Regions from separate parts of the Ovis aries genome. Here region 2 is linked to region 1. The links are chromatin contacts, called in public Hi-C maps. All regions are on one chromosome and are shown on one strand. Each heading gives the region's core, a stretch centred on a gene start, on an enhancer-like site or on the middle of the called end of the contact. The rest is flanking DNA. Distances are from core to core; before and after follow the strand shown.

Evidence for each region. A called contact is a pair of places that touch in the nucleus more often than the background predicts.
Region 2: a contact with region 1 is called in a Hi-C map of tail adipose tissue, with 2.9 times the contacts expected there. The contact joins the promoter of EIF4E3 here to the enhancer-like site in region 1. A contact is called at or near these places in 8 of 16 Hi-C or Micro-C datasets (blood, hypothalamus, liver and 2 more).

What each region holds. Positions count from the first base shown.
Region 1 is chr19:29,843,842-29,848,471 of ARS-UI_Ramb_v3.0, reverse strand. No RefSeq gene overlaps it. Among named protein-coding and RNA genes, the nearest start is that of PROK2, 75 kb to the left of the region's middle. Within about 2 kb of position 2,506, at least 5 of the 54 cell types and tissues checked have an H3K27ac peak or open chromatin away from gene starts, as enhancers often do. A contact at or near this core is called in tail adipose tissue, where this site is marked.
Region 2 is chr19:29,981,204-29,985,833 of ARS-UI_Ramb_v3.0, reverse strand. It overlaps EIF4E3 (eukaryotic translation initiation factor 4E family member 3), which reads right to left and starts at 2,494. Exons shown (of 7, transcript XM_060402194.1): 1 at 2,262-2,494. The coding sequence starts at 2,431.

The DNA of each region.
Region 1 (4,630 bases), core at 1,257-3,756:
GCCTTCTTTATGGTCTTACTCTCACATCTGTACATGACTACTAGAAAGACCATAGCTTTGACTAGATGCACCTTTGTCAGCAAAATGATGTCTGCTTTTAAACACACTATCTAGGTTTGTCATAGCTTTTCTCCCAAGGAGCAAGCATCTCTTAATTTCATGGCTGGAGTCCCCATCTATAGGAATTATGGAGCCCAGGAAAATAAAATCTGTCACTGCTTCTCCTCTTTCTCCTTCTATTTGCCATGAAGTGATGGGACTGGATTCCATGATCTTCGTTTTTTGAATGTTGTGTTTCAAGCCAACGTTTTCACTCTCCTCTTTCACCCTCATCAAGAGGCTCTTTAGTTCCTCTTCACTTTCTGTCATTAGAGTGGCATCATCTGCATGTATGAGATTACTGATATTTCTCCTGGCAATCTTGATTCATCTAGCCCAGAATTTCATATGATATACTCTGCACAGAAGTTAAATAAGCAGAGTTACAATATACAGCCTTGACGTACTCCTTTCCCAATTTTGATCCAGTCAGCTGTTCCATGTCTGGTTCTAATTTTTGCTTCTTCATCTGCATACAGGTTTCTCAGGAGACAGGGAAGGTGGTCTGGTATTCCCATTTCCTTAAGAATTCTCCACAGTTTGTTGTGATTCACACAGTCAAAGGCTTCAGCATAGTCAATGAAGCAGAAGGAGATTTTTTATGGAATTTCCTTGCTTTCTCCATGATTCAGTGAATGTTGACAATTTCATCTCTTGTTTCTCTGACATTTCTAAACCCAGCTTGTACATCTGGAAGTTTTCAGTTCACATAGTACTGGAGTCTAACTTAAGGGATTCTGAGCATAACCTTGCTGGCATGTGACATGGGCAGAATTGTGCAGTAGTTGGAACATTCTATGGCATTGCCTTTCTTTGGGATTGGAATGAAAATTGACTCTTTCCAGTCCTGTGGCCACTGCTGAGCTTTCTAAATTTGCTGACATCCGGAGTGCAGTACTTTAATAGCATCATCCTTTAGGATTTTAAATAGCTCAGCTGGAATTCCATCACTTTCACTAGCTTTGTGTATAGTAATGGTTTCTAAGGCCCACTTGACTTCACACTCCAGGATGTCTGGCTCTAGGTGAGTGACCACACCATCAAGGTTATTTGGGTCCAAAAGACCTTTTTTGTATAGCTCTTCTGTGTATTCTTGCCACCTCTTCTTAATCTCCTCTGTTTCTATTAGGTTCTTACTGTTTCTGCCCCTTATTGTGCCTATCCTTGCATGAAATTTCCCTTGATATTTTCAATTTCTTTGAAGCGATCTCTAGTCTTTCCCATTTTACTGTTTTCCTCTATTTCTTTGCATTGTTCATTCAAGAAGGCCTTCTTATCTCTCCTTTCTGTTCTCTGGAACTCTGCATTCAGCTGAGTATATCTTTTCCTCTCTCCCTTGCCTTTCTCTTCTCTTCTTTCTTCAGCTATTTGTAAGGCCTCCTTAGACAAACATTCTGCCTTCTTGCATTTCTTTTTCTTTGGGGTGGCTTTGGTCATTGCCTTCTGTACAATGTTACAAATCTCTATCCATTCTTCAGGCACTCTGTCTACCAGATCCAATCCCTTGAGTCTGTTTGTCACCTTCACTGTATAATCGTAAGGGATTTGATTTAGGTCATACCTGAATGGCCTGGTGGTTTTCCCCACTTTCCTCAATTTAAGCTTGAATTTTGCCATAAGGAGCTCATGATCTGAGTCACGGGCAGCTCCAGGTCTTGTTTTTGCTGGCCGTATAGAGCTTCGCCATCTTCAGCTGCAAAAAACCATAATCTGATTTTGTTATTGACCATCTGGTGGTGTCCATGTGTATCCATCTATACCCACATATTTATGCATATTTTCTTTTCCAATTTGAGATTGTACTCTACATACTGTTGTAACACTTGGCCTTCTTGGGTCAATGATCTTAACCTTTCTGCTTCAGTACGTTTTCTTTGTCACTGAAGAGCTTACAAGTATTTTAGTCCTATCCAGGAATCCTGTGAATAAAGCTCTCTGGCTGTTATAGCAGCTCTTATTTTTCCGCAGCCTGTCAGGATCCCCTTTTTATGACATTGACTTATTGAAGACATGGGGTCAGTTTTCCTGTGCAAAATCTCACCTACTAGATTTGTCTATTTGTTCCTTATTGTACCATGAAGCTGATTTCTATACCCCTCTTATCTTGTACAGACTAAAAGTTAGCTCTAAAGTACTGGTGGATTCATATTTTTGACTAGAAACTGCCAGAGGGGATCCTGTAGCTAGAAGTGCACTGTCCAGTGTGAGAGCTGCCAGCCATATGTAGTCATTTATGTTTCAGTTTAAGTTAATTACAATGGAAAATAAAGCTCCTCACTTGTACCAGCCCCATTTCAAGTGCTCTAAAGCCCCATGTGGCTGGCGGCTCTCGTTTGGACAAGGCACATATGGAATGCTTCCTTCAGCACAGAAAGTTCTGCCAGACTTGCTGCCTAGAGACTGAGTTTATTTCTTCATTGCTTAAGTCTAGGCTTGGGTCAATCAGATACTAGTGTAAATGTGATGCAACAGAGGCTTGGAGAATGTTTGTGCTTCAGCAGTTACCCGTCTTTGGCTGCTGAACCCCTGAGACTGCCATGTAAAGAAGCCTGGACTAGTCTACTGGAGGATGAGATACCCCATGGACAGTGCCCCCAGCTACTCCTGCTGAGGCTCCAGAAATGTGAATAGAGCCATCCAAGACCATCTTAAGAGACCACAGAGAAGGAGACCTCAGTTATTCAGCCATCTCTGTCAACTTCCTGACAGATAAGTAAGGCCATCTGAGACCCAGCAGCCCCACGTGAGCAAGCCATCAATTGAACACAGAGATGAATAAAGCTAGTCTAGACAGAAGAACCAACCAACTGACCCACAGGGTGATGAAGAATAATAAATGATTATTCTTTTTACCAACAGATTTTTTGAATGGGTTATTACTCAGCAATAGATAACTAACACATGATCAGAAAGGAATTGCTATAGTGTTATTTGGCCCTATGCAATGTATTGTTCTCCATTAAACACTCACCTAATATATAAATCTTGCCTAAATTCATAATTTCAAAGATTTTATAAAATTATATTTTTAAACTTTCATCATTCACATAATATACTAACTTTACATGTAATACACTAACTTTCCTTCTACATGTACTAACTGGTATTTTTTGTAAAGTATAGTTCCTCTTCATCAGGTGGGCTAGTTGGTTATCTTATCATACAATAACTCCTGGAAAGGTAGGATAAATCTTTAGTTTTTTTCCTTTCAGTTCATTTCAGTTCAGTCGCTTAGTCGTGTCCCACTCTGTGACCCCATGAATCGCAGCACGCCAGGCCTCCCTGTCCATCACCAACTCCCGGAGTTCGCTCAGACTCATATCCATCGAGTCGGTGATGCCTTCCAGCCATCTCATCCTCTGTCGTCCCCTTTTCCTCCTGCCCTCAATCCCTCCCAGCATCAGAGTCTTTTCCAGTGAGTCAACTCTTCGCATGAGGTGGCCAAAATATTGGAGTTTCAGCTTCAGCATCAGTCCTTCCAATGAGCACCCAGGACTGATCTCCTTTAGGATGGACTGGTTGGATCTCCTTGCAGTCCAAGGGACTCTCAAGAGTCTTCTCCAACACCACAGTTCAAAAGCATCAATTCTTTGGCACTCAGCCTTCTTCACAGTCCAACTCTCACATCCATACATGACCACTGGAAAAACCATAGCCTTGACTAGACGGACCTTTGTTGGCAAAGTAATGTCTCTGCTTTTGAATATGCTATCTAGGTTGGTCATAACTTTTCTTCCAAGGAGTAAGTGTCTTTTAATTTCATGGCTGCAATCACCATCTGCAGTGATTTTGGAGCCCCCCAAAACGAAGTCTGACACTGTTTCCACTGTTCCCCCATCTATTTGCCATGAAGTGATGGGACCAGATGCCATGATCTTCGTTTTCTGAATGTTGAGCTTTAAGCCAACTTTTTCACTCTCCTCTTTCACTTTATTTACCAATTAAAAAGTAAGAAGTTGTTTAATGACCATCTCATACTACACTTTTCTGGTTTTGTCTTGAGTGACTTAATGAAGTCATGAATTTATACATTAAATACATTTTATCAATATCTGTACTCATTATTCTTTTTTGATGCCCAAATTGTCCCAACTTTGGCCACTGGAAGCCCCTTCTGACCACCTCCTATGTCTTTGTGATACAAGTCTATTAATCTTAGAAAACTTCCTTTCCTTCTGGTCAGAAGTTACCTCAAATTCACCCTAAATCTTCCTGGCCCCAGACCTAGAACCAGCCATTTCTCTTAGGATGTTGGGGGCTGTACTGAAGCACATAATTGGATGGCTCAATTGTGCCTGAGATGAGGAAATGTGATTTGAGCATGTCAGTTCTTCTTCCTATCTTGGGCTCCTACTTATACTCTTTGTTCTCAAATCTTCTCACAGCAGTTGTCACTCAAGGTTCAACCCTCCTCTGTGGCCACTTGGTGGGTTTGCAGCTTATAAAGTTTCAGAATCTCTCTTCCTTCCTGTTGTGTCAGCGTTGATTTCACACCAGTTCTGCTGCCTCTCTGGCTTTGGGGTTTTCTCTG
Region 2 (4,630 bases), core at 1,245-3,744, 140 kb before region 1:
CCAAATAAGTAGACTGGTAAGTAGCAGGAGACCTTTGGGTGGTGTGGCTCGAGACTGATCTCATCAGCGCATACACCAGCTATCTGGGGAGAAGGGTGCAGTGGAGGGCTCTCCGGAGAGCCTTACCACCCTCTCTACAATCTTGTTTCTCTGGGGGAAAAAGATTCGTGGGAACCTCTAGAACATAATGTGTTCACAACCTCAAGGGGAAGAGAGGCACTCTACATCTCCAGAGAACTAGAGAAAAGTTCAATAAAACCTATGGGATATATAGACTAAATATAATGTCTAAATGAATACAGCCACTTCTGTTACAGATTTGGATATGGGGGCAACAACATATTTCACTTGATTACTGGCTTTCAGAGAACAAAAATGTGCAAATACACAGCAGAAAAGCTATAGTCTGTCTTCACGGAAATCACCATATTCTCATCTTCAAAGATACCAGATATTCTTTAAAAGTTGTATTAAGCTATAAAGCTATATTGTACAACATAGGCTATAAAACCACTGTCTTATAATAACTATAGAGTGTAACTTTAAAAAATTATGATCACTATATTGTACACTGTAGTAGTATTCTACATTGACTATACTTCTTAAAAAAAAAAGTAACACATATTCTTTAAAAGTTATGCTATGTAGTATTAATGGTCTTAAAAATGTTGTGCATGTTTATAAACAAACTCTCTTGATACTGTTTCCAGCAGCCCACAGTCTCCATGTAGACCAGAATCCAGGTTTAACACCTTGGAAACAGATACCAGGTACAGCAACATAACACACTTCTGGAAACAAAGACGCATATGATTTCATCCTGCTGCAGTTTGCCAAAACCATTCTTGTTATGACGGTAAGACGCTCTTTCAGCATCTCATAATGAAAGTAAAAACATTAAAAAAAAAAAAACAAAAAAACCAACAAGACTCACTGTATCTTCCCCACCTCCTAACTTTTTTGTGTTCCAGAAAGAGACAATGACTTCAAACTGTTAACTCTTATAGAGGGGGTGCTAATTCCAACAGCAAGAAAGGAATGAGCCTGTCTTCCTAAGAAAAGATGAACAGCATTTTTAAAAAGTCTTGTGCGTATTTTACGCAAGGCTTTTAAAAACCAGATTTGTGTCTACTGAGTAACTTGCACGGAAAACTGTCACATCCGGGCTTTCCTAATACTTAACCAGAGTAGACACAGTGTCATCAAAACTTCCGTAAGCTCGTGGGACAATCTTTAAGTGTCAGCCTTGGGCACCGGATGCGTGACAGATACTAAGAAGGGTCTTTGCAATTCTTCCATTTATTCATTTGTCAAAAATTTCTTGTGCTCCTACTAGGTGCCAAGTACAGAGTTCCTGTTCACTGGCCCCGAACAGAGGGGGAAGTGTTGAGAGGTTGAGACAGTTTGAAAATAAACAGTCTCCTACACAACACAACTCGGTAGCATTATAAACATTACGAAGAGGATCAGGGAGGGCAGGAGTGATAGGAATGAGGAGTGTTAATTTCGATGCGGCAGTCAGGTAGGCATTTCTGAGAAGATACTTGAGCTGTGGCCCTGAGGAAGCTGCAATCGTCCGCACTCTACTAACAAGGTGAGGCACGGCTCACCACTGAATCCCCAGCACCTAGGAGGTGTGTGGATCGGTCCCCAGTAAGTGCTCAAGAAATAGCTGCCCAGAGAATGAGAAAGAATTCAAAGAAGTGTGCGAGGCAGCATCGGTGCTGGGTGCATCGGCATCGGCAGCATCGGCAGGGGTGCAGGCGCCCGCTGTGCCATAGTAACACCACCGCCGCACACTTCCCACGGGGCTGGTCAACTCTCCCGAGCGCCGTCACAGTGAGGGTCTTGTCCGGAGCTCCCCAAGAACCCCGTGGGCGTAGCGAAGAGAGCACCCTCTCCCCACTTTACAGACCACCCCCGCCAGGCCCGGCATCCCCCACCGCCCAGCTGGGATGCCCGCCCGCCGGCGCTGCTCCTTCGGAAGGAAATAAAGGGGGAGAGTGCTACCGAAACTTTCGGGACTGCGTGGTTTTTCTCCTGGCCTAGGACGCCCGACGGCCGCTCGCGCCGGCCCGAACCTGGGCTTCCGAGCTGGGTCTGAGCAAGCTCGCGCGGCGGGGCCGGGCGCCGGGCGCCGGGCAGGGCGCGGGGGCAGGCGCGGGGCCGGCGGCCCGGGTGCACCGGGCGCGGGCGAGCGCCGAGACAAAGCGGCGGCGCAGGCCGGGCGGGCGCCGGCGGCGGGCCCCGCGCCCCCTCACCTGTCGAGCCAGAAGGTCCAGGGCGAGTGCAGCGGGACGCCGCCCGGCTCGGGCCGCAGCGCCGACAGCTGCTGCAGGCCGGCCGGCGGCTCGGCGGCAGGGGCGGCGGCGCGGGGCCCCGGCGGCTCCCGGGCGCCGGCGGGGGGCGCGGCGGCCGGGGGCATCGCCATTTTCTCCGCCCCGCCTGCGAGGCCGGCGGACGCGCGGACCGCGGGCCGAGCGGCGGCTGAGTCACCCCGGCCCCCGCCCGCCCCGCCGCGGCCGCCCCGCCCCGCCCCGCGCGCGCCCCGCCCCGGCCCGGCCCTGCGCCCGCCCGGCCGGGAGCCGCACCGCAGGACCGCGCGGGGCCGCCGAACAAAAGCGCGGCCCACGCGAGGGGGAGGCGGATTCGTGCAGGCGCCGACTCCGCGTGCGGGGCCCGACGGACGCGCGGGCCGCAGCGAGCGGGGAGCGGCGCCGGGCCCCGATTCCAGGCTACGGGGCGGGGGAACAGCGGGCCAGCCGGCGGATTCCGCAGCCTGACGGGTGACGGGCGAGACGAATGTGTGCGCTACAGCAAGACGAAGGAATGGGTGGATGGATGGTCCAGTGGACGGAGCCAGACCCGTATGGCGAGAGGGGCGCAGGTGAGGGCAGGCAGACCAGCAGTCTGAAGGACGGTGGGAACGCTCGCAGATGCTCGGAGGAGGGGTGGCGGGATGGAAGGGCCGATGGAAGCACAGCTGGGTGTGACAGACAGATGCCTGGGGAACCGCTGGCAGAACGAACAGAGGCTGGAGTGCGCAGGAGCTGAGAAAGGAAGACAGTCAGAACCTGGACCACTAATCCGGCTGTAAAGTGGTCACAGGTCAGTGTCGCCCATTTCCTAACTCAGTGGATCTGAAGGGGTCACCGTGTGCCCAAGTGTGACCAACGGTAAACGAGGGTGCCCAGAGTCCGTCCAGGTTCTCCACACTTGCCCCAAAGCACCCACGAGAAATGGAGGAAGAAACGGGGCCGTTTTGAACACAGCCCTCGGCTTTCTGCACCGCTGAAAACAGAGGAAGATTCCTGAACCCAAAGAGGGGTCCTGCACGCACAGCCCCTTACCAGGTGTCTATCAGTCTCTCTCAAAAGAAAAGGCAAGGCACGCGGCCATGTGAACACGCGTCCTAACTGGCAGGGCCATGGACGCCCTCCTGGAGTTTGAATTTCTGGACAGTCCCTCTCTGGCCTTGACCAGCTGTGGATGCAGAGCTCCATCTCCTCAAAGATACTCTACCTGGCCTAGCCTACATCCTGCTCTTAGCTTGAGTGTCTCTGGATGCACCAGAACAGGAGCTGCAAAACCAGATGGGTTCAGGGGCTTCACAGACATTGCAAACACCTGGTATGAAACCTAGGGTAGGTGCCTTTCCTAAAAGGTATTTAAGTTCAAGTAAAATGACTACAATGAAAGAATGTTGCTTTGCTAGCCTCACTTTGAACACAAATTTTATACAAAGTATGATGCTAGAAGCAGCGACATATTTAAAAGTCCTTCCAACTCTAACATACAAGGGCCTTTTAGGTTAGACGCACTTTTTTGTTGCTGTTGCTTACCTTCTTTTGTTTATTTTTTTCAAGAAAACACACATATGAGATTGTTTAAGCTATTCTATGCACTTTATAGTTACTAACTCATTTAATCCTCACAAAATCCAATGAGCAAGGTACTATTATTAGCACATTCAACAGGTGAGAAATTGAGAAATTAAATTAACCCCAAGGTCACCCAGCTAAAAAGTGAGAGAGCCAGGATTTGAACATAAGTATTCTGACTCCAGAATCTAGCTCCTGACTGCCAGTATCTACTGCCTCTCTAACTAGAAAACTAACAGGTCCATATAATAATAATAAGAGTGAATAGTAAGCCTCCCTCCCAAGGCTATCAATACTGTTACCCAGAGGAAGCCACTGTTTATAATTTCCTTCCAGAAAAATGCAAGTATGCACGTAAAAGCATATATCTAGATATATATATTGTACACCTACCTACATCTTTTATAGAGAAATAGATGTATTTTATACCACTGTGGCATCTCCTGATCTTACTTAACGTATTTGAAGACTTTCATATCAAAACATGTAAATCTACTTCATTTTAAGCCCTGCAAAATAATCCATTCTAAAGAAGTAATATAATTCACTAACACTCAAGATTTATTTGGTTTGCAGTCATTTCCTTTGATGTATAATGCTACCATAAGCATTTTTATACTTAATGTCTTTCCTTATCTCCACCAGTTTATTTCAGAATAAGTTCGGAGAAGTAGAATTTTTGCCCGAATCTAAAATTTTGATAAACATTACTAAATTAACGTGCAAAATGGTTACGTACATTTATATAT